5 separate regions of the Danio rerio genome follow, and regions 2, 3, 4 and 5 are each linked to region 1. The links are chromatin contacts, called in public HiCAR-type and HiChIP or PLAC-seq maps. All regions are on one chromosome and are shown on one strand. The core of a region is the stretch at or near the end of the contact, and the rest is flanking DNA. Distances in the headings are between cores, read along the strand shown.

Region 1 (5,586 bases), core at 2,089-4,588:
TATCTTTTCCTTAGGGCTCGTCTCATTTTCACCTTCCGGGCCGGATTAGAATGCTCCGGGGAACATTGTGGAGGTGATGAAGAACATGGTAACAGATCCACCCGTCTGAGTGCATGCCATCTTTCCGACTCAAGTATGTGTGCAACACAACATGCTACCACGAAAAAATACACCACAACCAAAAGCAAACCAATAAAACGTCATATCTCAGCCAATAATAGAGATATTTCCGAGGGGGGAAAAAAACTGACACTAGTCATTATTGATTAAAAAGATCATCTGTGAGTTTGTGTTGCATCCCAGGGCGAGAGGCCCGGGGCTTAATGAACGTCAGACCTGCAGAGCTGATTGGCAGTCCTGTCTGAAGTCATCTCTAGTTCCCTTCATCATGTGGAGTCTCTCTAAAAGAAATGAACTGCTTCATCCATTAGCAGAATCACTTTACCTAATTGCTTTTTGCACAGAATGAATGTGCAATAGATGGGGAGAGATGCTTCTCGTTCATTAAGAACAAATGTTCCATCTGGCCTCTGTCATTTTCCCTGTCTTTTTTCACCCATAATGAAATGTCTAGGTTTCGTTTTTTGCCAATATGTTGATACGACCATTTGAAGAAAGAGACAAACACCATATAGGGCTCAATAAGAGTCATAATGTGTGACGAACTCAAACTTCTCACGCCTTAAATTTGATTACAATCCAAAGCTTTCGTCTATGGCTTCGGCTGCTACAGTTTAGCTGAGGATTTGTAATAGCTGTCTTTCAGCTGTTTAACTGCTAAAATTAAATCATGTGCATTCGATTGGTTCCTGGCACACATGCTTTTCTACCACAAACTCACTTTTCACTGTGTTTAATGGCTCGATCCCATGGGTAAACTAAACTCACAATACGACACCATGTCCTCCTCAGGGAACTCCCGGTAAAAGTCTTTGATTTATCATCTTGTAACAGTGACAATGACCAAAAAGTCATAACGTCCAAATGTCCACACCCATAATGCATTATGCCTCTTTTCATTGTGATTTTTTGCCTGATCTTTCTTCCTTCTGTCTGTCTTGTTTTCTTTTCTGCTGTATACTTTCACACTCTATTGTCTCTTTTCCCCCTATTGGTTTTTTTTTGCCTGTCAGGCCAGAACACAACTGCTCCCAAAGGACTCTCTGATTTGCGTCCCCATTGTGGCCCAGTGCATTGCATAGTCCCCAGATAAAGAAATGCGGCGGAAGGCTTGTGTTTCTGAAAGCAGACTCCACCATCATTGAAATGCCCCTGTCCACTCAATTATTTATCACACCTCGCCACTAGTGTGTGCATGCGTGCGCACATGTGCATACTTTATATCAGAGCATCTTCTTTCTGTTTTGTTACATAAAAGCATTGCCTAAAAGTGTATCACTTTGGAAATATGTGTGCAAGCATGTGTGCATCTGTGGGAATGGGAACAAGTGTAAGGCCGAGAGAGAGAGAGAGAGAGAGAGAGAGATGGATGAATGTACTGAAGGGGACTGGATCTGTTACTGACCCAGCTTCCTATGGTGGATATTCAAAGCCATTCAGTTTCTCCAGTAATTTATCTATTGCAGGTGGCTCAAAATGCTTACCAAGAGCTCCGTGCTGGAGATAATGGATAATGTTACAGCATGCAAGATTTACATTACAGAACTTAGTTGCTCAGTCAAGACAGGAAACTACAATTATGCAGCTTGTTTGTTAGAAGAGCACCAAGCCAGCGAATAAAAATCGTCTATGTCTGGCAGATTAATTTTGGCCTACTCAGCTGAAAAGACAGCTGCCGTATATTATTTCAGTGAGGTCATGCTCATGGGCGTGACTTAGTGTTCACCTGCTCCCCATGCTAGTTTCCATAGATTTGACTATGTGTGCATAGTTTGCCATGCAGCTGCAATTTTGCATGCACATTATTTTCATGCATTGGTATGCTTGCATCTAAAACTCTAATGGGGAGTAAGATTGATGGCACAACAGTGCAAATGCATGCTCAGACTACCAAAGTCAAGTTGTTTATCATATTATTCCTTACACTTTCACTGAATTTCTACTTTAAAACTGGCATGTACGTGCTTGCACTCAATAATACAGATTTTTATATCTGGTTGCCCAATAGGTATTAGAGGTACTTAATAGTTGTAATGAGGACACACATCTGTTACACAAGATACCTCAGGAGATAGGAACAAATCTATTAATAGCTGAATCTTCTTAGAGGAATAGTGCCCTTAAAAGTTCCCCATTATTAAGCATTCACTATATTTAGTCATTCCCTAATGACTTGCTTCTTCAGTTTCTTCTTTTCCACACAATGAAAGTCAATATGCACATACACAGCTGCAGAACCCGAAAAGTTTCATCATAAAGACAAATAATAACATGAGGGTGAGTAATTTTTCATTTTTGGGAGAAATATACTTCAGTGCTTTTATAAAGATTGCATCCCCCACATTTTACAGCAGAAAAGTGAGGATATCAGAAGCACGTGGTACACCAGCACAACTTACCCTGTCGAATGGAGACAAATCTGTTGTTGGCGGCCTGAAACACCACTTGCGGATGGCTTTCCTCAAGATCAAACAGCTCATCTTTGCCAGGTTTGGAGCATCGTCCAGAGCGCAGAGTTCCAGTGGGCCCCATGGGGGTCAAGTACTTCCCCTCACAGTCCTTGAAGGCCAATTTGCCTGATTTCAGTTCCAAGGTGTAGCCTGTGCCACGTCCATTTTCAGAGGACAGTTTCCCATCATTGCTAAGGAAGCGGCTGTCACTGGTCTTAAGACAATATTTGCCGTCCATGTACACAAGAGTTAGAAGTGCATCAACACCCCATGGGATGTTGCAGTCTACAGCAATCTCTCCCTCTGGCGATGCCAAGTGGGCATATCGTTTGCGGGCCACACTAAGCAGATTAGCTTGTGGGTGTAGGGCTAGATGCATGGCCCATAGTTCTGCCTCACCGATGGTCTGAGCAAAGCACGACAAGTAGTCTTCTGAACCTCCGAAAAAGCGCAAATATGGCTCAGACTGCAGGGCCCAGCGGCCATCTGACTGTGCCACAATCAAAAAGCGGCAGTCATTCTCTTTAGTCTCAGCCTCACAGCTTACCTTGCCATCTTTGTCAGAGGCCAGATAGCGCCCTAGGTGACTACGAAGGTAAACCACCTGACCATCCTGATCGTCTTGCTCTAGAGTCCAGATCTGCTTCTTCTTGAGGCTTGGAGCTGAAGCGTTCACCTTGAAGCCGAAGGCCTCCGCCGTTAGGTAGCGATTCTCATGATTAATAAGCCCGAATTGAAGCTTAAGGGCTTTGCTGCCATTGGAGGGCATCCTGGCTTACAACCCACAAGCCAGAGAGTGTTGAAGTCCAGAGAAAAAGCTGAACAGCCAGCAGACTTGCAAAGCTTGTTCCTCTATGCCACTTGATTAATTGGACAAGTAAATTAAAGTCTACTTCACTAGACTCCTTAGTGTTTCTTTTCAGAAATGGGCCTTAACTGCATCTACGTTCCTCTTTTAGTTTTGTTCCTGGTCCTTGGCCTTTCCGCTCAGTAAAAACAACGTCTTGCTCCCTGGAGAGTTTGCAGAGGCTCTGGAGATTTTTTCCCTGTGTTTCCTAATCAGATCAGATTATAATCAGGAGGACTCAACACCTCAATCCAGAGAGCCGCTGACGTCACCCTGATCCCAATGGTTAGTTTTCCTCTGTGCCTCTTTCACCCGCTTTCTCTGCCTCATTCCCTTTCCTTCTCAATTTACCTGCGTTTTTCTGTCTCTTGTCCTCTCCAGTGGCTGCCTTGGGGATTGTGGGATTACTGATCTCTTAAAGAGATGCTGCTCAAGACTGAGTCACACTGTTGTACTTCTTCTTGAAGCCTTACTCATCTCAGTCCTTCAGTATGACATCTGATTAGTTTGTCTCCTCCTCGTCCTCTTCTAAGTTTACTTCAGTCACATCCTCAGAACTTGTGTATCCCTTAAACAGACACCTTGTTTTACTCCGAGATCACAAGGTACCCACTAAGATGCCAGGTCAGCATGTGCCATATTAATGTTCCTTGAAGTACAGTGCAGCCTTTTGAGTGTACTTTGACACCTTTTCGACTTTCCTTTCACCTGTTGTTCTATCCTCTTATGTTTCTTTTTATGGTTATTTTCTCCTGTCTCGATATATATTGGATGTATTCTTACACTAGAGACCCTTTACAGAGTCCCAGTAATCCACCCGTTGTATAGTGCTCCTGCCTTTGTCCTTCTCCCCAGTCTCTAACTCTTTGCTGATGGCGCTTTGACACAAAGCTGGGTAACCAGAGCCCTCCCCCAGCACCAGTGGTAGTGGCCTGAGAGGGGGATCAGCTTTCCAGTGCACACTCAGGATACAGTTACACGACTTCTCTGATTCCGAGCTCGATGGGTCATCTTTATTACAGCAATGTACGCATGGGTGTGAGTGCACTTGGAGGTAGCAAACAGATGCTTATTCAAAGATGCATGACATGTAGCTACTGAAGACCAATTTACTGTGACTGTACACATCTCTCTTCCTCATTGCCAGTCACATAAGTTGTTTGCTTGGAATTTGATTTGCTGTTTTGCCTCATGTTTGTGTAATGCTACACATATTGTCGATCTATTTCAAATCCCAAGCATGTTTGTTTGAAAAACAGCCTCCTCCACAGGCCCCTAATCTGCCTTTCAATGATCCAACTCTTTTATTAGACCAATCTAATCCACAGCAGCCCCAAACCCCTCCTCCTCTCCTTGGGCGCGTCTTGGACACAGAACCTTCCATCTGTCGGGGACTGACCGCGTGTGGGACGGGTAAGCCTGAACCACACTCACATACTGAATACACACTCCTCTAAGCACGGGAACAATAACACGTTCGTTAACGTTCGTTATTGGCTTTGGCAGATCTATACTTTGTTTACATTTGTTAAGGATCCTCTAAGGAGATATGTTAACCTTAGACATGCACTGTGGCCCTTACATTTACACTTATGCTGAACTGAATTGAACTTTAACTCTGAAAACTGGACTGACACAGTTTCAATTTACTAGAACGTCTATGTTAAGCTGCTTTGACACAATCTACATTGTGAAAGCGCAATAGAAATAAAGATTAACTGAATTATGTTTTTGTCAAATACTTTGGTAATAAAACAATGTGCACATGTTATGTTTTGGATGCTACTCTGAGTAGCTTTGGATATCGCAGCAAAATCCAGACATGAAAATCACTGTATCTCAGTATAGCTGATCTTGTAATTGTGGAATAATGCCTTTGAGGAAAGTCAAAGTAAAGACAATGTAAAGTCAAACGTAACCAGTGGTTGAAAGAGTACTAGAAATTATTCATTCATTCATTTCCTTTTCGGCTAAGCCCCTTTATTAATCTGGGGTCGGAGACAGCAGAATAAACCGCCAACTTATCCAGCACATGTTTTACGCAGCGGATGCCCTTCCAGCTGCAACTAATCACTGGGAAACATCCATAAACACTCATTCACACACATACTCTATGGACAATTTTTAGCTTACTCAATTCATATAGCACATGTCTTCGGACTGTGGAGG
Region 2 (5,484 bases), core at 487-2,986, 350 kb after region 1:
TGTCCATGTAAACCCTCAACCCTAGAAAAAAGGTGTTCCCTGATTTTGCTGAAAGCCTTTTACCAGGTTAGTAGTAAGATAATGTAATGTTATTTGCATAATACAAATCTTATATAAATAATATAATAATCTTATATAACTATATAAATTATGAATTGATGTACAGTTGAACTCAGAATTATTAGCCCCCTGTTTATTTTTCCCCACTTTCTTATTAACGAAGAGAAGATTTTTTTAAACACATTTCCAAACATAATAGTTTTAATAACTCATTTCTAATAACTGATTTATTTTATCTTTGCCATGATGACAGTAAATAATATTTGACTAGATATTTTTCAAGACACTTCTATACAGCTTAAAGTGACATTTAAAGGCTTAACTAGGTTAATTAGGTTAACCAGGCAAGTTAGGGTAATTAGGCAAGTCATTGTATAATGATGGTTTGTTCTGTAGGCAGTCGAAAAATATAGCTTTAAGGGGCCAGCAATTTTGACCTTAAAATGTTTTTTTTTAATTAAAAACTGAAGAAAACATTATCAGACATACATGTCTTTGCTCTGTTAAACATAATTAGAGAAATATTTGAAATAGAAAAAAAATCAAAGGAGAGGGTGAGGGGGCTAATAATTCTGACTTTAACTGTATACTTTAAATTTTTATTATATTGTTCAATTAAAAAGATTACTTTTTTTTTTTTTTGGTTGAATAAATGATGTTAAAAAAATAAAAGAGACTTACACCATAATTTTGTAGCTCAAAAGTATCGATTCAGACACTGTTTTGTCACAGGTACCGTTTAAAAGTATTGATTTAGCACTAGTATCGAAATAACCCCAAACGTTACCCAACCCTATTGTAGAGACATGGTAACAACAACAACTACAATAATAACAATAATAGTAATAATATTAATAATAACGACAATGATAATATAAATAAATGCATAAATGAAAAGAGAAACAATCATAAAAATTAGTATATATAAATACATCTAGACACTTTGCAAAGTGAGTGAAAAGATAAATAATAATAGTAGTAATTAATATATACAAATCAAGATTAGAAAAGAGAAAAGGATAAATTAAGCAAAAAAAGATAAAAATTAAATGTCAGTAGAGCGATACTTTATATGGTCAATATAATCATTAAAGAGGTGCATTTTTTTCAATTGATTTTTGCCTGTTCACTCATTCATATGTTATATGGGGGGTTAAATGTTCATTTATGTTCATAAAAGTGATTCAAGAAAAAAGAAAAGCAGAAATGGCACGTTTGTATACAACAAACGCGATTCACTCGTTAAATAAATAAAGTTTATTAAAAAAAGAAAGAAAAGCTAGTTATAATGAAAGCATGAGCTCCGGTGGCAGGCGTCTCTTTGAATCTGTGACCTGAATGACGCCCTTCAAACCTGAGCGGTCGCTGTCCCAGAGCAGCAGTGACACGGCCGGTGGCGTTTTCCCGTTATGGCTCCGGTCAGGGGGAGGGAGATGGGAGTCCAAAATCTGGGGCAGATGCAGAAACGTCAGCGTTCCCTCCAACACAGGCCGATACAGGATTGAGGCTCGTAAAAGACCAATGTCCCACCAACTTCATCCACCATTACCTCTAGTTTTGTGTTCTGCCACTCCTCCTTCCTCTCCCTCTCACTCCCTCCTGCTGACTGACAGTGGCATTTATCACCGAACGGACACCCACTTCCACACCTGTTTCCTGTTTACGGCGTGCTGGTGAGGGCAGATGTGTGCAGACGCGGGGCTCGGTGCGCGAGTGACTGGAACATGGGGCCCGCGGGCATGTGGAGGTGTGCGTTTGCAGATGTAGAATATCGCAGATGCATACCTTGCTTTTAAAGATTGTAGGGATTTGTAGCCCTCCCACTTCTTATTTATTTATTTTTTTATATACAGTTTAATTTGAACCCCCCTGTATTTTTTTTGTCCCCAATTTCTATTAAACGGTAAAACTTTTTTTTTATCTTAAAAGTGTTTTTATTGAACATGTTATTTATGAAACATGCATACAAATAGCTTTTTTTTTTTTACACAACAAACAAACAACGCCCATGGCACACATATAAATTTAGGCTCTATAAAAATATATGAATAATATTAACATAAAATACAAATAACTGAAAATATTAAGTAAAACATATTTTACTCTTTTATAAAAGGATTGAAAAGGAAAAAAAAAAAAACAAGGAAAGTTTCTACTATTCTAAAATAACTGATGGGTCCATCTTCTTTATGTGGTCTAAAACAGGTAGCCAAGTGAGAAAAAACATATCAGTACAACCTCTTACTGTACATCAGAACTTTTATAAGGTCAGATGGTGTAGAAGTTCAATGAGCCATTGCTTAAAGCAGAGATGCCCAAACTAAGGCATGAGTATAACCTTTCAATTGCCCACCATCCCATCTCAGAAAAGTTTGTCTTTTCAAACTTAATGTAATCTTTTATTTGTTTATTTGTTTGTTTTATTTTTAAAGGCTAATTATTTTAAATAAAATGTTTCAATTAAAAATTGTAAATTAATCAGATTTAGTTTAACTGTACACACCTGATGGATAGAGGACAGTGCAGAGACTTTTGTGAGCAAATTAGGACAAAGGCAGATTCTGCTTGACTAGTGTATTCAGCATTAAACTCCACTGTTATGTATGTATTGCAATGGGTTATCATTTAAAAAGTTACACTGCATTAGTTAATTTGATTAGTAATGTTTATTTTCTTTTTTCTTTTAAAATATTATTAAATAAATTAGGAGATTACCCATGGCAACTTTAATGTAATATAGTTTGGTATATTTACCTTCGGCCCATGGCTCATGATATTAGGTTTTTGGCCCTTTATACTTAAAAGTTTGGGGCACCACTGGCTTAAAGGTTGGAGGAAATTTTTCCTTCGAGCAATATTAACCTTCTAGCCAAAAGCGTTGCAAAGGCAATCCCATTTATCTTACTTTTATTAAAACATAAGGACTGTGGTGTGAAAAAAATCTTTTCTCCAATAAACAGAAATTGGGGAAAAAATAAACAAGCTGTCTAATAATTCAGGGAGGCTAATAATTCTGACTTAATATGTATATATACACACACATCTTATTGTATAGCATCCTATAAATATAATATAAGAATAAAAATATATATAAATTGGACTGTAGCGACATGCAGCTTACCCCCTTTTAATTTATTTTTTTTTTATTTAAGTTTTTATTGCAGAGAAATATATCACCCTCTGTTTTGTAAATTTTATTTTTATTTCTTATAACATATCTCTTAGAACTGAGTAGACAGGTTACATACAGGTTATTTATCATTCTTACAGTTATTTTCACGATTGGAGGTTAAAACCTTCCTAAATACATATAGTACCGAAGCTACGAACAATCTCAAAACCCAGTACTGATTTAATTTCAGTGACCACCTTTTTTGCCCACCCCTTTTTACTGTGTGCACTTTCTTTTCTTCTCTTGCTCTCGCTCTCATAGATCATGTTTATCAAGACTGCTGTTCTTTCTCATTTGCAATGTGTAACTCCTTTCTGCGTATGCATAATGCTGTCGTGCAGTAGATTATCTGTTATGGTAGTTCACTATACAGGCTCAGGTTAAAGGAAGGTGTGGACGTTGTAAATATTCAAAGGCTGTTTTGCACAGGACGAGTGGCAAGGTTATATGGAAAGCACTCTGCATCCATCTCTTTCTCTTATTAGAAATCTCCTCTAAAGTTCGGCTCATATCCTGGCGGTCTCTCATGCTCTGCTGCCCTCTACTGGTATTTGTGTGACACTTCTGATGTTTTTTTTCAAAGACAACTCTACTGCACTCAAGTTTTAGGCCTCTTACCATTATTTAGATTGAAATTAATATGGCTGTAAGTTTAAGAGTAACGTTTTGTGCATAGCATATATGAGTACACCCCACACAAATCTCCCTTTTTTAATTAAATAATATATTTTAAACAATGTACAATAAGATATTAGTGTGTGTGTGTGTGTGTGTGTGTGTGTGTGTGTGTGTGTGTGTGTGTGTAAATAGTGTGTGTGTGTGTGTGTGTGTGTGTGTGTGTATTTATACAACAGATCTGTCTGGTTCTCGAATCTGATTGGCTGATAGCCGTGATATTTCAGTAATATCAGCACCCGTACAGCCTCTTTACCCTTTGTGTATTACTCCACCCACATACAGCCAGCAACAAGCAGACACTACAGATCTAAAGTTTAAAAGATGCACGCTCAACTGTCAGCTTATGATTTGAATCCAATGCGGAGGAAAGTAGTTCCAAAAAGGGTTTTTGAGACTCTCCATGTTTGATTAAGTTTTTATATACACAATTATGCTGTCAAACTGTTGTATAAATTGGCCTGCGGCCTCGTGCCAACGCACGCCTCCCACCAGTGCCGATATACAGCCATATCGCACTACTCGTGTGATATTGCTCATATATATATATATATATATATATATATATATATATATATATATATATATATATATATATATATATAAATATTATATATATATATATATATATATATATAAATAAATATTTATATATATATATATATATATATATATATATATATATATATATATATATATATATATATATATATATTATGTTAGATTATTAAGATATTATGTTAGATTAGTTCCAGTTTTGGGTTTATTTATATATATATTTATTTTATTTATATATATATATATATATATATATATATATATATATATATATATATATATATATATATATATATATATATATGTATATGTATATATATATATATATATATATATATATATATATATATATATATATATATATATATATATATATAAATAATATAAATATATATATATATAAATAAACCCAAAACTGGAACTAATCTAACATAATATCATAATAATCTAACATAATATTTTCTTTCTATTAAAAATGAGGTAGAGTCTTATTTTAATAAATATAAATGTTTTCTTTAAATGCACCCAAATTCATTATCTATGATTACTGAGAAATAGTTTAAAAAAAAAAAAAAAATATATATATATATATATATATATATATATATATATATATATATATATATATATAAATATATACGATGCTCAGTCGGTACTAATGGGTCCAAGTGCCATTCTCGTCTAACCTCTGGCATCAACAAGGCATTTGCGCCCACTGAACTGGTGCTCACTGGATATTTTCTCTTTTTCTGACCATTCTCTGTTAACCCTAGAGATGGTTGTGCATGAAAATCCCAGTAGATCAGCAGAGCCACATTCTTCCCCATTATGATGCTCGGTTTGAACTGCAGCAGATTGTCTTGACCATGTCTGCATGCCTAAATGCATTGATTGGGTGCCATGTGATTGGCTGATTAGAAATTTGTGTTAACAAGCAGTTGGACAGGTGTACCTATTAAAGTGGCCGGTGAGTTTGGGCATCCAAACTTTGTAGTGCAGAGATGCAATTACATTTTGTG
Region 3 (5,269 bases), core at 1,229-3,728, 370 kb after region 1:
TAATTCAGGCCAAACTGCCTCTGTATGTTATGTTCTATGTCTGAAGAAAAAACATTATTATTAGAGATTTTATATATAAAAAAGAGACTTTATTATAGATTTGTACACAATGGAGTTATTGTTTTGAGACATTATTGTACAGTACAGTCATGCATATTAACAGAGAAATGGTTCACTGGGAAATTATAATAATCTCCAACATAATATTCTTCACTTTACTGCTTTTTTCGCCTGCAAAAAATGAGAAACAATTAGTTATTGTCCCATTTTGACATCTGTATCAGATTAAGTTTATGATATATATAAATACATAGCATCTAAAATGGCAGTAGAGCAACTTTATTGATTCAAATAACTTGTATAATCAAAATAACATATCAAAACACGTTTAAAAAACAGCATCATCCTAAACATGTCATATTTAAATATTAGGGGTGTAACAGATCACAGTTAATCCGTGATTCATAAGGATCACAACACACGGTTCGGAACACACATGATCCATGGATTAATGTGTTTTTTACTGGTAGATTAATCCAAAATTTTAAATTATCACAGAGAGATCTAGCGTCTCACGTCATTCAAATCACATGTATGAAAGCATTTAGGCTTTTCTGTAAAATATAACGAAGATGGACTAAGTTGTGGTGGGTTATTCGGGATGTGGTGGGTTTTTCAGTTTATTAAAAGTGTTTTCTGTCACTTCATGTTTAGCCTGCATCGATGCATTCAGTGTAAGCTGCACGATTAATCATTGAAAGATCGGGATCTTAACACCCACGCAATATTTATTATAAATAATGGTGATTTGCATATATTCATTCGAATAGCTGCATTCAAATCTGAAAACGCGAAAATCAAGAAAGAGATTGAGTATTTAGTCTTTGAGTTAGTTTCAAACAGTAAAATAACACCGAAGTACTGGAATAACAGTTTAAAGTTTGGATAAAATCACTGATGTTTATGGTAGAGATTAAAATCACCATCATTAATGACGCTCAAAAATGAAAGTTGTAGGCAGCAATTACATTATTTAAATCAATAGGTGGCGACAACCAGGCATCAATAATATGCCACTCAGTAATTCTTCAAAAATGATGCATCCAGCAATGAAACATGAAGATTTACAAGTGAATAACTGAATCATTATTCGAAAATTAGACTAAAAATAAATATGGATTGTCCGAATTATAATGTTAGATTTATACTTTTAGAGTCATCAGCAACAGTAGTAGAAACTGAATTGTTCACAGTACTGAATATTTTACAATTTATTTTTATTCAGCTGATTATTTCTTCATTATATTTTTAATAAAATTATAGGTTCTGAGTTTTGTTTGTTAAAACCAAAAGTGTCTTGCAGTGCTGTTTTTGTAATAAATGGGAAGCAAATTACATTTGTCTCCCCTTCTTGGCTGATCAGAAAAAATGGTCCAATCCATGACTAAAAAACGATGTGATCCGAATCCTTAGATTTGGGATCCAATACACCACTAATATATATATATATATATATATATATATATATATATATATATATATATATATATATATATATATATATATATATAGTTTATGATTAGCCATGTCATGAATGAAACACAGTTATTATCTTGCTCGATAGTAATACAAAAGAAGAAAATGTAAGAAAGGAAATCACTCACAGCAGATTGAAAACAGCTTTTCAGTGCTTCAAATTCTTTGACGCACATGTTTCTGGTCAGCTCCTGTTTGCCAGTGGTTGTGGCGGCTACACATTTCCCATAAGCAGTGGCCTATTAACATAATTTAGTTTAATATAATATTTTATTTTTCAGGATTTGTTTATTAGGTGTGGGTTTGAGTGAAATGTTATTATTTGTTTTATTCAGTAAAGGTTTGATAACATTGGTTATATATTAAAACAACAACTGTTATTTAGAGAATTTGTTTTCAGAAAATTACAATTGGTCAAATAAGAAATTAAGTTATTTGGTGTGATTGAAAATAATGATCATTATTCCACCAATTATCGATTTCTTAACTTAAAACGTGTATTGTGCAGGCCATTTTTTTTTAATTCAAACACACAGGGAAGTTGTCAAATTGTGTGTTTGTGTGTATTTACAGTGTACATGTGCATAAATAAATAAATAAATAAATATATATATATATATATATATATATATATATATATATATATATATATATATATATATATAAATAAATAAATGTAAATGTACCTCTCCTGAGCACTGAGCCATCAGCTCTGGGAAGAGTCTCATTCTCGCTCTGCTGCGAGTCCAAACATTTGAACCCGACATAGTTCAAGAAATAAATAATCCTTTTATGGACCAGCAGAATCGAATTTTGCTAGGATTAAATCATTTTAAATCACTGTGTCAGTCAGTTATTCACAAAAGTCATGGAGATGTAAGCAGAGTGTATATTGAACATGGACAGCGCCATGCTGGTGACCTCTGAGACAGCGCGTGTAAACCCTCCCACTGAGGAGAATCTGGTCAATCACAGCGCTACTTCTGAACCAGAAAACATGTCGCTGGTTTATGATTGGTCATAGTTTTCTACGTATGGTGAGCAGCCAATAGCAAGGACGCAGACTTCAAAGACTTTTTCAGGATGTTCACGAAATCCACCCCAGTTTCACGTCCGCGTTTAGTCACGTGCATTTTAGTATCTACGGTTCATGTCAGTGAATCGGTTCCATTGAACAGCTCATTTTAAATAAGCAACCTAGTCGAACTGATTCAACTAAAAGAGTCGACTCACAACTCTGACCTCGCTGTGTCAAACGAGAGTGTCTGAGCTAAACTGAGGTTTCCTGTGGTTTGTGCGGAGATTCTCGCAGGCAGGACCTGCACGGTCATCCGCCCTCTGAGAAATGGTACACAGCCAGGCGAAAAAACACAGACTGCTCCATCATGGTTTCAATACTGGAACGGTTGGTCTTCCTACAAAAAGTACGTATCCGCGACACCGGGCAAAATAACGTCATTTCAGCTGTCGCTATCGCCAAACGTCATTCCTTACGTTGTTTATTCAATATCTGGCGATATATGTGGTCACTACACTGTTTACATGTACAAATGATTGATATTTATGTTTGTAGACGCTGGAAATGTACAATCAAATATGCCATGGTGTTTTGGACAGTGTTGTGGTACTTACTACTATGGTATTTTTGACATGTACCATAGTAATGACACAAGTGCAAATGGTCTGTGGTAAAACCAGGGTAATACTAAAACTGTTTGTTACATTAGTGTCATATTAATACTCTACGTTACATTAAAGTAACCTCAGTATTGCCATAGAACATTTATGGTATGGGTACTGACTGTACTGAAAATGTAAGAGGATTCAGAAAGTAATTCGTATTTATAATTAATAGTAATAATTAGTATTGGTTGATAAATGCTCATTTTTACTGATATTGTTATTAATAGCTTTATAAAAAAATATATAATCAGTAGATGAATTAGGGTTTATTATTTCTTCTGGTGTGTACTGCTGGGCGTTTTCTGCAGTTACAGTTTTAAAATAAAATAACTTGTCCATCCCCATTTCTCATCTCATTTTCATTCATTTTTCTGGGGCCGGGTAGCGGGGGCAGCAGTCTTAGGAGAGAACCTCAGACTTCTTTCTATTCTGACATTCCTCCTGCTCCTCTGAGGGGATCCTCAGGTGATCCTGAGGTGTTTCCAGGCCAGCCAGGAGATATAGTCCCTCCAGCATGTCCTGGGTCTTCTTCTAGGCCTCCTCCCTGTGGGACATGCCTAGAACACCTCCCTAGATAGGCATGCAGGAGGCATCCGAAACAGATGCCCGAGCCACCTCAGCTGACCTCTCTCGATGTGGAGGAGCAGTGGCTCTACTCTAAGCTCCTTTCGGGTGACAGAGCTCCTCACCCTATCTCTAAGAGCCACCCTGCTAAGGAAACTCGTTTTGGCCGTTTGCATCTGAGATCTTTACCTTTCAGTCATGACCCAAACCTCATGACCATAGGTGAGAGTAGGAACATAGTTTGACCAGTAAATCGAGAGCTTTGCCTTTCGGCTCAGCCTCTTCGTTACCACAACAGACTTGATACATCAACTGCATTACTGCTGCCGCTGCACCAATCCGCCCGTCAATCTCACCTTCTATCCTTCCCTCACTCGTGAACAAAACCCCAGAAACTTGAACTCCTCCACTTGGGGTAAGGACTTACCACCAACATGGATATGGTAAACCACCTTTTTCCGGTGGAGCACCATGGCCTTGGACTTGGAGGTGCTGATTCTCATCTCAGCCGTGTCACACTGGCAAGCAAACCACCCCAGTGCATGCTGAAGGTCTATGTTCGATGAAGCCAACAGAACAACATTGTATACGAGCCCGACCGGGCTTTCCCCGAAGGAGCGACGTAGGACCATCGTCCTCCAGGCCCAGCACTTGCAGGGGGAGCCGTAAGGGGCGGGTGCATTGTGGAACGGGTGGTGGTCGAAGGGTAGAACCACAGCAACACGATCTCCTGCCACAGAGATTGGTTCTCCACTTCATTTGTTTGCATTTTGTTTTTATAATCAGACTTAAAATGTATATCGATATTTTTATCTATTTTCCTGTCTTCAGTTATCGTCTTTCAGATATAAATACAGTAGTCAACAATTAAAGTGGATTAAAAATGTAATTCAAAATTGTCTTAAGGCAAGAGTGTTGTTAAATAGTTTTAGGACAACTTTGATGATAGGTTTTGATTCACTTCAAACGTTGATTACTGTAGTTATCGATATTTGGCAAAACTTCCATATCAGTGTATCCCTATGAATATATAGACCATTTCAATGTGGGCATGTCATCAGCCCACAAACATTTCTTGCTTGCTGTCAAACTATTTCATATCTGTAACAAAAGGCAATTCAGTCATAACTTAATGTTAAAACAGCTATCATAACATTATTTATCAATATGCAGAACTTTAATTATTGGAAGCTGTGGGAAGTAAAAACGTAAAACAGGAAATATGTGGACCCTTGGTATCGTTTACATCCCTCAAAATGGTCTGTTGTTCTAAATAAACAGATAAGTGCATATTGAATATATTATAGTGTGTCTTCACCCTATTCATTCATTCATTCATTCAATTTTTTTTTTTATTTGCTTAGTACCTTTATTATTCAGAGGTCGCCACAGTGGAAGGAACTGGCAACTTATCCAGCACAAGTTTTATGCAGTGGATGCCTTTCCAGCTGCAACCCATCACTGGGAAACACCAATACTCTCATCA
Region 4 (5,705 bases), core at 2,862-5,361, 310 kb after region 1:
CATCTGGTCTGAGCAATGTGCCTGTGATTGGCTGGGTTTCAGTGGGTGGGGCCAAAATGGGAGGATCTACTAAACTGTTCTGTGATCTATGCTTTTCTCTTAAGGCACTGAGCTGCCACTGCCTCCTCTCTTTTTACTGTGAAGGTTATAATTAGTGAGAAACGGCCGACGCAAATTTCTCAAAGAATTATTGAGAGGCCCAAATGCAGCACAGAAAGGTTTCCAGAGGGCGTTGCTTGTGTAAACTGAGGCCAAATCAAAGCATTTATGGCATAATATATTATATTTAGAATTCACTTTCATCAAGCAAAGCCATAAATGATCTGTTAGATTTACAGAAACCTCAAACTGCACCAATCACTCCCCTCTGCCACACAGGAATGAGGTGCCTTCTTTTTCCGCACGGACCCCCTTACCAAGACTGTAGTATATCAAAAAATCAGTCAAGTGTCGGCATTTACACATAACCATGTCTCAGAAAAGGATTTTAATTGGAGGAACTCGACGGGAGCTGACAGAGGGGCCCTTTCTGTGCTGGTTGCATGTAACAGGCCCCGCCATTGACCGGGCCCTCCATCCCCTGTGGCTGATATATGGCGAGTTTGCATGCGGATGGCTGTGCGTAACTTTGAGAGTAGAGGCTACATAGATCAGCCCATCAGCGCAACTCTTGTCACCCTCCTTTTTTATGAGTCTGAGGTTTTTTCCCCCCCTGTGTAAAGATTTATGACAAGTTTTTTCTCTGCTATTTCATGGGTGTTTGTGTGGGGTTAGTTAAGCCCAATTCAACATGAAGACCTGATTGAGATGTACTAACAGACGCTACTGTAGTTGGCAGTCACGGGGAGGGGAGCGATGGGTACAGCAAAAGACGGAAGGAAAGAGGCAAAGGAATTTTTCAGGCCTGTAAAATAGCCGCCTGTCAGGCCGAGACGCTTGCCATGTTTGGGTGGAGAGCAGCTTTTAATGGGCCAAGACAATTTGGCGCTCTTTCTGAAAGACTGACTTTTAGTGAGTGCTTCACAGGCATCCAGCGTCTGTACACATGTGGTCGGACAACTGATAAATGGACAGGACAACTAATCTGAAAGGAAAACATTCTCACTTTAATTACCCCCTATCTTTAAGCTGTGTGAAAACCAAAATTATAGCTGTCAGGCCGAGTAAATACTGAATGCACAGTTTTTCCCCTTTACAATTGCCATCTTGTGCGTTTGAGTGTGTGTGAGAGCTTCGCCCATAGCTGTAATAGCAGTATCTGTAACGTAGAAAGATTTAGTCGTTCTAATGGTGTAAATGTCGTTCTGACACTTTTACTGTCCAAATGCACATGCCAAGGAGCTGTGCTATGCCTGTGCATGTGTTACTGCGGGAAGAAATTCCCAGCAAGGTTTATACTGAGCCCCACACAGTGACCCGTCGATGTGTCTGAGCCTGCGTTCTGCTTATTTACCAAATCTCCATGAAACAATGAACACTATTTTCAAGCATCAGCTAATATTCTGCCATCTCACAAATGCCCTATCATTTTAGATATCAGTGATTTCTTCTTATCCTTAATCCTAAATATGGCATTAGCAGAAAATTTATGGATTCATATTTAAATATATACTTTACAAAAGTTATTTAAAGGGTCCACTATAATATCATATTTTAATCTTTAGTTGATGTGCAATGTACCTGTGTTAACATAAACTCTGAATGTAATACCCTCAAAGTTCAATGGAAAGGGAGACATTGGATTTTACAGAGTTAGCTTAGCAAAGTTTTGACCTCCTTCAGGAGGGATCAATCCCCCCAAACCCCCCTGTAATTTGCACCCTGCCAATAATCAATTTCAATTACATTTACCTTTTAAAATGTTGCTTTTTTGGATGACAATTAAAATGTCTTACAGGTATTTCTGTTTTTAAAATGCAGATTAAAATGTAAATTTATTTAAAACCATATGTTTTTCAAAAACAAATTAACTTCACCATTCATTCATTTTCTTTTCAGCTTAGTTCCTATATTAATCAGGGGTCACCACAGTGAAATGAACAGATAACCTATCCAGCATATGTTTTACGCAGCTGATACGCTTCCAGCCACAACCCAACACAGGGAAACACCCATACACTCTTGCATTCACACACATACACTATGGCCAATTTAGTAATTCAATTCACCAAAAGCACATGTCTTTGGACTGTGGGGGAAACCGGAGCACCTGGAGGAAACCCACACGAACATGGGGAGAACATGCAAACTCCTCAAAGTAATGCCAACTGGCCCAGCCAGGGCTTGAAACAGCAACCTTCTTGTTGTGAGATGATCGTGATACCCACTGTGCCACCGTGTCAACCATAAATTTAACCAATTTTAACTTATTTAGGTTACACAAGATTCAACTAGGCTAAAAAATTCTTAAATAAGTTTAAATGAATTTTTGATGCATAAATAATGAAAGCAGCGACTGGACTTTAGACATTTTAAGTTGAATTACGAGTATTTCTCGTCTAAACAAACTAATGTTTTTTATCTCCATCAATGAGCCAGTTGTACTTAAAACACACCCCCATCAAATAAAATGGACAAGATTTGAAACTCATGATCATCCTATAAACTAATGATTTGATTTAGTGGATCATATGAAAACAAGTGACACTGGAATGAACAAACACCAACAGCGCTGTTTAGAATACTTAGTAAACCATTGATTAGCAGCGCTGACAGTTTATTGGCACCGAATCAGGTATTCGTTTCTTTTATTGAATTCAGCCTTTAGTTTCTACCAGTCTCCCATTATAAATAGGTCCGACCTTTGGTTGAACGCTTGATTGAGGCATACCATTCTCATTGCACAAAAAACATCTTTTGTTCCTTTTATTCACAATTATCAGCATAATGGCCATTATCTGCAGCCTTTAGCAATGCTGATGGTTAATAGAGAGGGCTTTAATAGATTTTAGGAGGACAAAGGTAGGCAATGTTTAGCTGCACATGTCAGTCTTTTTGTGTGTAGGGAGAGCCTGCATTAAAAACCTCATTCACAAGGCTGGTTGATGTGTAATTAAATGTGATTACCGCCGCAGTCTGTGTGTGTCCTTTCTGAGGTCACACACTCAAACACACACACACACACACACACACACACACACACACACACACACACACACACACACACACACACACACACACACACACTCCTCATCGCCAGGTTTCATCCCCCTTCCTTGGCTTCCTGAGGAGCCTGTGACTTTGGTGGCTGATGGGAAATTTTGTGCATGCCTGAGCTCACAAAGGCTCTCTTTCAGACGCATGCATGCTTGACCTCTCGCAGTTCATCGCCCTGCTTTGTGCTCCTGTGACCTCGCGCTGACCAGGGGTTTCCCCTGGAGGTCAGCGGTTCAATCGGGTGCCTGTGTCTAATTTCTTCCTGGCTACAGAATCTCTCTCCCCCCCTGCCACCAAATCTGCCCAGCAATCTGCCCACAGTCGCCCCTTCTGCTTCTCGGGCCTAATTCCAATCTTCAGGGATTAGGTGTGGAGTGACAAGACCCTCCGGCCAATGGGCTGACTTGTCAGTTAGGTTGAAGGCCAGTGGTACACAATAGCCAGACTTTTCCTGTCTCCTAGCTAAAACCAGCCCCCCCCTAAAACAACACGTTAAAATCCCGTCCCAGGAGAGCACATGCCTGGCTGGGGCAAGCCGGTCCAACCTCTCCTCCAAACACACCAGTACCAGAACAGAAGCCTCTGTTGCACTGATTCCGCAGGGCTCCTGTTGCAGATCAACATCCCTTGTTCCTGTTTCCCTTTCCTGCTCAAATCTCTGTCCAAATGAAACAACACCGTGTTTGGTCTGTTGACAGACGGAGCCATTGATATGATCTCTGCATGCATAAATCCTGTGCCGTGTGTCAAAGTAATGCATCATGGGGCTCAAAAGATATTGCAGGTGTTGGTTACTTTCAAAACAAAACGAACAAACCGTCAACTTTCAATTTCAGCTGTATTTGTCAAATGAAAGTGAACTTGACTAAGCGTGATGTGCTGTGGGGCTGTAATTCCACTCCTGGCGGCCAGAGGCAGTAGGGCACACTGGGGACGTTTGAAGCGCAACACTGGCAGAGCTCTACGCGCACTTCCTGGTTACAGATTGGGGAACAAGGAAATTTTTGCACATTTCAGAAAAATTGTTTCTATATATTAGTTGGATCTTCTGGAGCTCTATAGAGACAGCATAACGATAACCGGATGTTTATAAACAATCGCTTAAAATCATTCATGAACCGATGGTCACGAAGAAATTAATGACTGATGGAAAAAGTGTGGACGTGGTATGTAAACAAACTTTTTAACAACATGCTCAGTCTTAAAATGAGAAACGTTACGAACAACTCATGTTTAGTTATGAGAATTATGTATTGTTAGATTAAAGAGCACATCATATTTGTAAATTAAGTACCAGTATGTGATCATTAGTTGTTCTGTTGTGTAGGAAGTTGGTGATGTTCAACGTGTCATGTATGCTGTCAAATAATGTCATCGTTTCAAGATAAAAAGTAAACACGGCAGGTTTCATATGTCTTCTGCATGCAAACACATTCTACCATTTCTAATTTAGAGATATCCTCACACAAATGATCAGTCAATATTTTAAATCAGTGGGAAAAATACTCAAGTGCCCTTGACAGCACAACTGTTTCCACGTGGCTGGAAAACGTAAAACACATTTGATTACAGTATGTGTACAGTAATATTGAGGCAAAGTTGATTTTATATTCACACATTCAGAATTTCACCTTCTTAATTTAATTTCAGAAAAGTATTGTTTGCAAATTCCAAATAGGGAAATCATATTAGCAGCAAATGACTGTCAAACATTGTTCACAGTTAATTAAATAGTGCTAAAGTTGATTTGAAGTCATTTTACTGGTGTAAAGTTGGCTTTATTTTTGCACATTCAGACTAGTTTCAGAAAAGTATCTTGAATTGTGATATCATATTATCAGCCAATAACTATCATAGTACAACATTGTTCACAATCATTTAAATAGTGATGTTGTTTTGAAGTCATACTTTTATAGGATTTCAGACCCATTATTAAAAGTAGCATAGTAAACGATATAGCGAGCATGTCATAATTTGTCACTGAACAAATGTTCGAATTTGTTCGAACATCTGCCAACTTTACCTCAATATACATTTTTAAGTGAGACTGAATATTCAAACTGATGTGGTAAACTATATAGAGACCTTCCATAGAGATAACTGTGTTTATCAGCTTTTTGGTGACAGTATTTAATGTGTTGGGCTCATAACAGTATGTCTAGGGATGCAACGATTATATTTTTTGGTTGTACGATTATAGTTTAAGAAATAATCACGGTTTCACGGTTATTATGCATTCCTTGATTTTAAAACTACTAGTTTCTAAAATCACATGAAAACTTATATTTTCAAGTGTTAATTATTGTTGCTTAGTAATTATACTGTATAACACAAAATAATAATAATAATGAACAAACAATAGTCTATTTCACTTTTTACTTAAAAATAAGTGAAAAAAGTTTCTGATATTTAAACAAGTAATCATTTGAAACTGAAAATAAATTAAAAAAATAAATAAATGAACAAATAAATAATCAAGAAATAAACAAATAAAAAATAAACAAACAAATAAATAATAAAGCAAATAAATAATAAGTGAATAAATAAAC
Region 5 (5,286 bases), core at 1,177-3,676, 440 kb after region 1:
AAGGATTATTCATGGGGCCCCCAGGTAAAGAGCAGGGAGGGAGGGGGGGGGGGGGGTGTTATGTGCTCGTTACACTGAAGGGTGGGGGGAGGGGGTGGAGATGATTGCAAACTGAACACTGAAGAGCGGGGGGTAGGCCGTCATGGATACACAGCTGTCAATTCGTGGGTGAGGAAACCGCAGCAGTCCCACGTGGGCCTCAAAATGGGAGGGATTTGGATCCTATTTTAACATCAGGAAATATTAAAAAAGGAGGCTTTATATCCCTCCAATATGACTGTGGACACTATACCTTTACACGGTTGTGTTCAAACAGCATATAAAAGATGATTTTCATCATAGTTGCCCTTTAAGTGACTAAAGACTAATTTAAAATACAAAAACTAATTTGATCAGTACCTAAACTATAGCACTTAGGCCCAATCCCAATTCTACTCTTTAGCCCTTCCCCTTACCCCTACCCCTCGTTTTGCGTGTGCACGCTAAAGGGTAGGGGTGTCCCAATTCTCTTTGGCTTGAAGGCGTAGGGCTAAGGGGAAGGAGTGAATAGCCCTTTGAAGATTTTACAGGACCACACTCGAAACCAAGGTAAGAAAATTTCCCAGAATACACCAGCCACAACGGCAGTATAGCTGAACCCAGAAGTAGCGAGATACGCAAATTACTATTTTTTTGTCATAACAATTTTTTACAACAAACAAAGACGTGTTTTAATACATTCATAACCGCGTTCATGTTTTACCGTCATGCTTAAAAAAAAAAACACAAAATTTTGCTATCTTTAATCCCTAATCATCCTGTACAGCAGTCCCACAATATTCTGAGACTTGATGACACTGGAATACCCGGTCAGAAATGTCTAGTGGCTGGGAATGAGCTGTTTACAGTGTCTGCTATAATGATAATGTTGTTTTTGTTTGTTTACATAAATGAATATGGCCACTAGTTACGATCTTATTGCCATATTAGATCGTTATGATAACATAAAATATGCCTTCAGTGATTTCCTGAAGATAAATACCAAAAAATAACGCAACTGTAATAACCATAGCAGTCGCAATTGTCTGATCTCTTATGAAGCATGAGATTGCGATGACATATGATGACGTGTGCAGGTGCACTAGTAGTGCTGTCCCAATTCTTAGGGGTAAATTTTGAAGCCCTTTTCCTTAACCCTCGGTTGTAAGGGCCAAGGGGAAGGGGTAGGGGTATAAAAACAGAATTCGGATTGGGCCTTAATTAAAAGACAGTGACATGGACAACAAAAATGTATAAAAATTGTGCTATATTGTATTTTTTCATGTCCTTATAATACTCACAATGACCATATACCAAAAATACAGAATTTTACTGGTAATGGATTTCAAGATAGAAATAATAATAATAAATCCTAACCAGGCGACACAGTGGTTAGCACTGTTGCCTCAAAGCAAGAAGGTTGCTGGTTTGAGTCCCAGCTGGGTTAGTTGGCATTTCTGTGTGAAGCTTGCATGTTCTCCCCATGTTGGCTTGGGTTATATATATATATATATATATATATATATATATATATATATATATATATATATATATATATATATATATATATATATATATATATATATATATATATATATATATATATATTTATTTATTTATTTATTTATTTATTTATTTATTTTTAAACATCAGTTCTATTCATACACGACACTGTAAAAAAAATATGCACTAATCTTAAAATATTTTTATTTTCTAATAACAAAGGCTTGTATTTATATGAATATACTACGAATATACAGTTGAAGTTAGAAATATCAGCCCTCCTGTTTATTTTTTGCCCAATTTCTGTTTATTAGAGAGCAGATTTTATCAACACATTTCTAAACATAATAGTTTTAATAACTCATTTCTAATAGCTGATTTATTTTTACAGTAAATAATATTTGAATAGATATTTTTCAAGACACTTCTATACAGCTTTAAGTGGCATTTAAAGGCTTAACTAGGTTAATTAGGATAGCTTGGCAGATTAGGGTAATTAGGCAAGTTATTGTGTAACCATGGTTTGTTCTGTAGACTATCGAAAAAATATATAGCTTAAAGGGACTAATATTGACCTTAAAATGGCTTTAAATTTTTTAAAATTAAAATCTGCTTTTATTCTAGCCGAAATAAAACAAATAAAAACTAAAAGTCTTTCTCCAGAAGAAAAAATATTATCAGACATACTGTGGAAATTTCCTTGCTCCGTTAAACATCATTTGGGAAATATTTAAAAAAGAAATTCAAAGGGGGGCTAATAATTATGACTTCAACTGTACATCTCAAATACATATATTTATTAAACGAATAAGCAAAACCATGAATGATGTATTTAAAGCGCCAGTAGGAGTCTCCGTTACTAACAGAACTGATTCCTAATCCAATCATCGATAAGCACACTCAGACGAATCATCACATGACCAGCGTGCGTTTACCACGCCCGCTTTGAGAATCATCATGGCTGCGTTGGGAGTTGAAATGAATGTGGCGCAGGATGATGGAGAAACAAACACAGCTGTCAAAGTTCCCGAAAGCGTCTTGCGAAGAGATCAAGCGAGGCTGGAAGAGGCGGAGCGCCGGAGAGACGTCAAGCAAAGCCAGACCGTAACGGAAGAAAAGAGTGACTTCTTTACATCCACTTTCAACGCCGAGAAAACACAACTCGAGGAGATGATATCCAGCTGTAACGACCGCGAAAAAGCCGCAAAAACACTGGAGGAGGCAACTGTGAAGTTTCAACAGCTCCAGAAGTTCCTCAATGACAGTGTGAGGTTTCTAACCCAATATGAAATACGACAAGCACAGGAATCCCTGCAGAAACTCCAAAGCTCCATTACTGACAAAAGAGAGGAGATTCTGCCTAAAAAGAAGTTCGCTTTTAGATCCAGAAACACGAGTAAGCAGCAGCAGCCTACACCCATTCAGCAACAAACAGCAGACAAGCCTGCGCCAGGTTCAGTTGGCACTGTAGTGGTGGATGCTGCAGATCAATGCGGCTTCTCCAATGTTGACAATCAAGTCCTAGTCAGGCAAGCTGAGGAGATCCAGCAGCGAGATGTTTTGCTGTCTCACCTGACCCACTGTAAAGTCAGACTTTATGGCTGTCCGAGCACCTTGCACATCAAAAACATCCGCAGCTGTGAGATCATGTGTGGGCCGGTGTCCAGCTCTGTGTTTGTGGACCAGTGCACTGACAGCACTTTAGTGTTCCCTTGTCAGCAGCTGCGCACCCATAACACCACTGCCACTCGGGTATATCTGCATGTGACCAGCCGGGCTATTATAGAGGACTGTCAAGGGGTCAGCTTTGCCCCATTCACATGGACCTATCCAGGCATTCTTGATCATTTCAAAGTAGCCGGACTGAGTCCTGATAGGAATAACTGGACAGAGGTGGATGATTTTAATTGGCTCGCTGCTGGGACACCATCACCCAACTGGACTGTCATTCCTGAATCTGAGAGAATATGTAGTTGGGATTTTGTGGGAACGGCAGCTGAGCAGTCATGATGGGATTGTGTTGTCGTGCGATGGGTTAATGCACTAATATTGAGATGCTGTAAACAAAGAATGTTTAGGAGGTCCTCATTTACAATGATCATAAATTAACCAGAGGCTGTATATTAATATAATAAATCCAAATACTGATTTGATCACATTTGTTTATTTGTTGTTTTCTTGTCTGGTCATGTCAGTATGCATTTAAAGGGACAGTTCACCTAAAATGAAAATCTGTCATTATTCACTCATTCTCTACTTGTTTCTTTCCTCTGCTGAACACAAAAGAAGATATTTTGAAAAATGTTAGAAAACAGCAGCCATTGACTTTTGTAGTCAAGGGTGAACTTAACCAATAAGCAAGGTAAGCAACTGCTTAGGGCCCCAGAACATTAGGGTGCCCCGACAAATGCCAAGAGGCCTATAATAATAATCATATAGCTCTTATGTAAATTTTCAATCATATGTTGTAAAATCTGTCCGTACCTCTTAAGATTTTAACATTATTCTTTTCATAACCAGGGGCTTCCATGGATAATGGAACATTCCTTCCGTACTGCACATGCACGAGGTGTGAGCAGTTCAAGACACTGCCAGTGGTCAGAGTAGAGCTGAGGTAGAGGTAAGCAGAGTGAGCAAGAGTTAGAATTTTGAGAACATTTGGAAAAAGATTTAGACATAAGACAAACAATGAAACACAGCTCCGCCAGCGATTCTGCTTTCTGGCCAAAACACCTGTCAGATGATGAGCACGATGAGCTTTTTAAGAGATCAAGGGGCTGTTAAAAAAAACTAACATTTCCCAGTGGACAGTAGCGGCTCCCGATTTACAAACAGCAATTATTGATATATATATTAAAGATTGTGACAAGATTAAATTGATTGATTGTGAATGAAATTTTTTTTTATGTTTATATTCATCTAATCACAAAAATGGTTCATGAAATGTACATAGTTTGTGAACTTTAATTGTGAATTTATTGCATTTAATTTTACATTAAGAAAACAAAGGCTCCTTTAGATGTACATTATTTTTATATACTTTTAAAATTATATATTTATTTAAATACATTTTTACATGCAGTTTATTTGCATAAAAATGCTAATCTACAGAGAAAAATATGTCTATAGAGAAAGAATGTTTTGAGTATCAGTGCTAGGGCCCCATACCTGAAATCGCTTAGGGCCCCCAAATCACTAAGTCCGCCCCTGTCTGTATGGTTTGTTCCTATGGATGTCAAGGGCTGCTATTTTCCAACATTCTTGAGAATGTCTTGTTTTTCAATCAACACAAGAAAGAACGTAATCATAAAAAATTAGGATCATCTAAGCGTGAGTAAATGGTGTGAATTTTGTCATTGATGAACTTTCCATTATTGTATGATTATATCCCAATTTACCCACAAATTATCTCAATGTTTTCACACATTTGTGTTGTTTCAGAACTTTCAACTTTTTTGATGATTATTATTATTATTTGTTGTTTGGACAAAAAATATGTTTTGTATATACAATAAAAGTCAGTGCTAACAAAAACAGTGTGGTCAGCAACATTATATGTGTCCTGTGGATCACTGGGTTTCATTGTACAAAAAAAAAAAAGAATTGGTACACAACAAATAATAATAAAATGGTTAAAAGTTCTGAAACTACATACGTTAATTAAAACATTCTTTTTTCATATTAATAAAGCAGTAACATCATCTGATTCTGAACAATCGTGATAGGGTTGTATTGTTGTGTGATGGGTTAATGCACTAATATTGA

What was found. HiCAR-type assays count read pairs that join an accessible place to other places. HiChIP or PLAC-seq counts read pairs in DNA pulled down with a chosen protein or histone mark.
Region 2: a HiCAR-type map of caudal fin shows a contact between it and region 1, with 11 times the contacts expected there. The contact joins the enhancer-like site here to the promoter of fscn2b in region 1. A contact is called at or near these places in 8 of 18 Hi-C or Micro-C datasets (caudal fin, embryo, fibroblasts and 2 more) and 2 of 4 datasets of contacts at active chromatin or transcription factors (caudal fin and gastrula embryo).
Region 3: a HiCAR-type map of caudal fin shows a contact between it and region 1, with 6 times the contacts expected there. The contact joins the promoter of ndufaf8 here to the promoter of fscn2b in region 1. A contact is called at or near these places in 7 of 18 Hi-C or Micro-C datasets (embryo, fibroblasts, hematopoietic stem cells and 2 more) and 2 of 4 datasets of contacts at active chromatin or transcription factors (caudal fin and gastrula embryo).
Region 4: a contact with region 1 is called in a HiCAR-type map of caudal fin, with 9 times the contacts expected there. The contact joins the promoter of slc38a10 here to the promoter of fscn2b in region 1. A contact is called at or near these places in 1 of 18 Hi-C or Micro-C datasets (caudal fin) and 2 of 4 datasets of contacts at active chromatin or transcription factors (caudal fin and embryo).
Region 5: an H3K4me3 HiChIP or PLAC-seq map of embryo shows a contact between it and region 1, with 6 times the contacts expected there. The contact joins the promoter of tbcc here to the promoter of fscn2b in region 1. A contact is called at or near these places in 1 of 18 Hi-C or Micro-C datasets (embryo) and 1 of 4 datasets of contacts at active chromatin or transcription factors (embryo).

The regions. Positions count from the first base shown.
Region 1 is chr12:36,363,025-36,368,610 of GRCz12tu, forward strand. fscn2b (fascin actin-bundling protein 2b, retinal) reads right to left here and starts at 3,339. Exons shown (of 5, transcript NM_200770.2): 1 at 2,520-3,339. The coding sequence starts at 3,339. It overlaps LOC103911938 (a long non-coding RNA gene), which reads left to right. Exons shown (of 3, transcript XR_012388111.1): 2 at 15-133.
Region 2 is chr12:36,713,170-36,718,653 of GRCz12tu, forward strand. All of the region lies in intron 14 of slc38a10 (solute carrier family 38 member 10), which reads left to right. Among named protein-coding and RNA genes, the nearest start is that of ndufaf8, 21 kb to the right of the region's middle. Within about 2 kb of position 1,737, at least 6 of the 62 cell types and tissues checked have an H3K27ac peak or open chromatin away from gene starts, as enhancers often do.
Region 3 is chr12:36,733,951-36,739,219 of GRCz12tu, forward strand. ndufaf8 (NADH:ubiquinone oxidoreductase complex assembly factor 8) reads right to left here and starts at 2,479. Exons shown (of 3, transcript NM_001303010.1): 1 at 2,223-2,479; 2 at 1,665-1,775; 3 at 68-231. The coding sequence starts at 2,303. The coding sequence ends at 211. It overlaps tepsin (TEPSIN adaptor related protein complex 4 accessory protein), which reads left to right and starts at 2,816. Exons shown (of 13, transcript XM_001919649.7): 1 at 2,816-2,960. The coding sequence starts at 2,922.
Region 4 is chr12:36,668,298-36,674,002 of GRCz12tu, forward strand. It overlaps slc38a10 (solute carrier family 38 member 10), which reads left to right and starts at 4,112. Exons shown (of 19, transcript XM_073918678.1): 1 at 4,112-4,322; 2 at 4,484-4,547.
Region 5 is chr12:36,799,263-36,804,548 of GRCz12tu, forward strand. tbcc (tubulin folding cofactor C) reads left to right here and starts at 2,427. Exons shown (of 1, transcript NM_001256248.1): 1 at 2,427-3,678. The coding sequence starts at 2,479. The coding sequence ends at 3,531.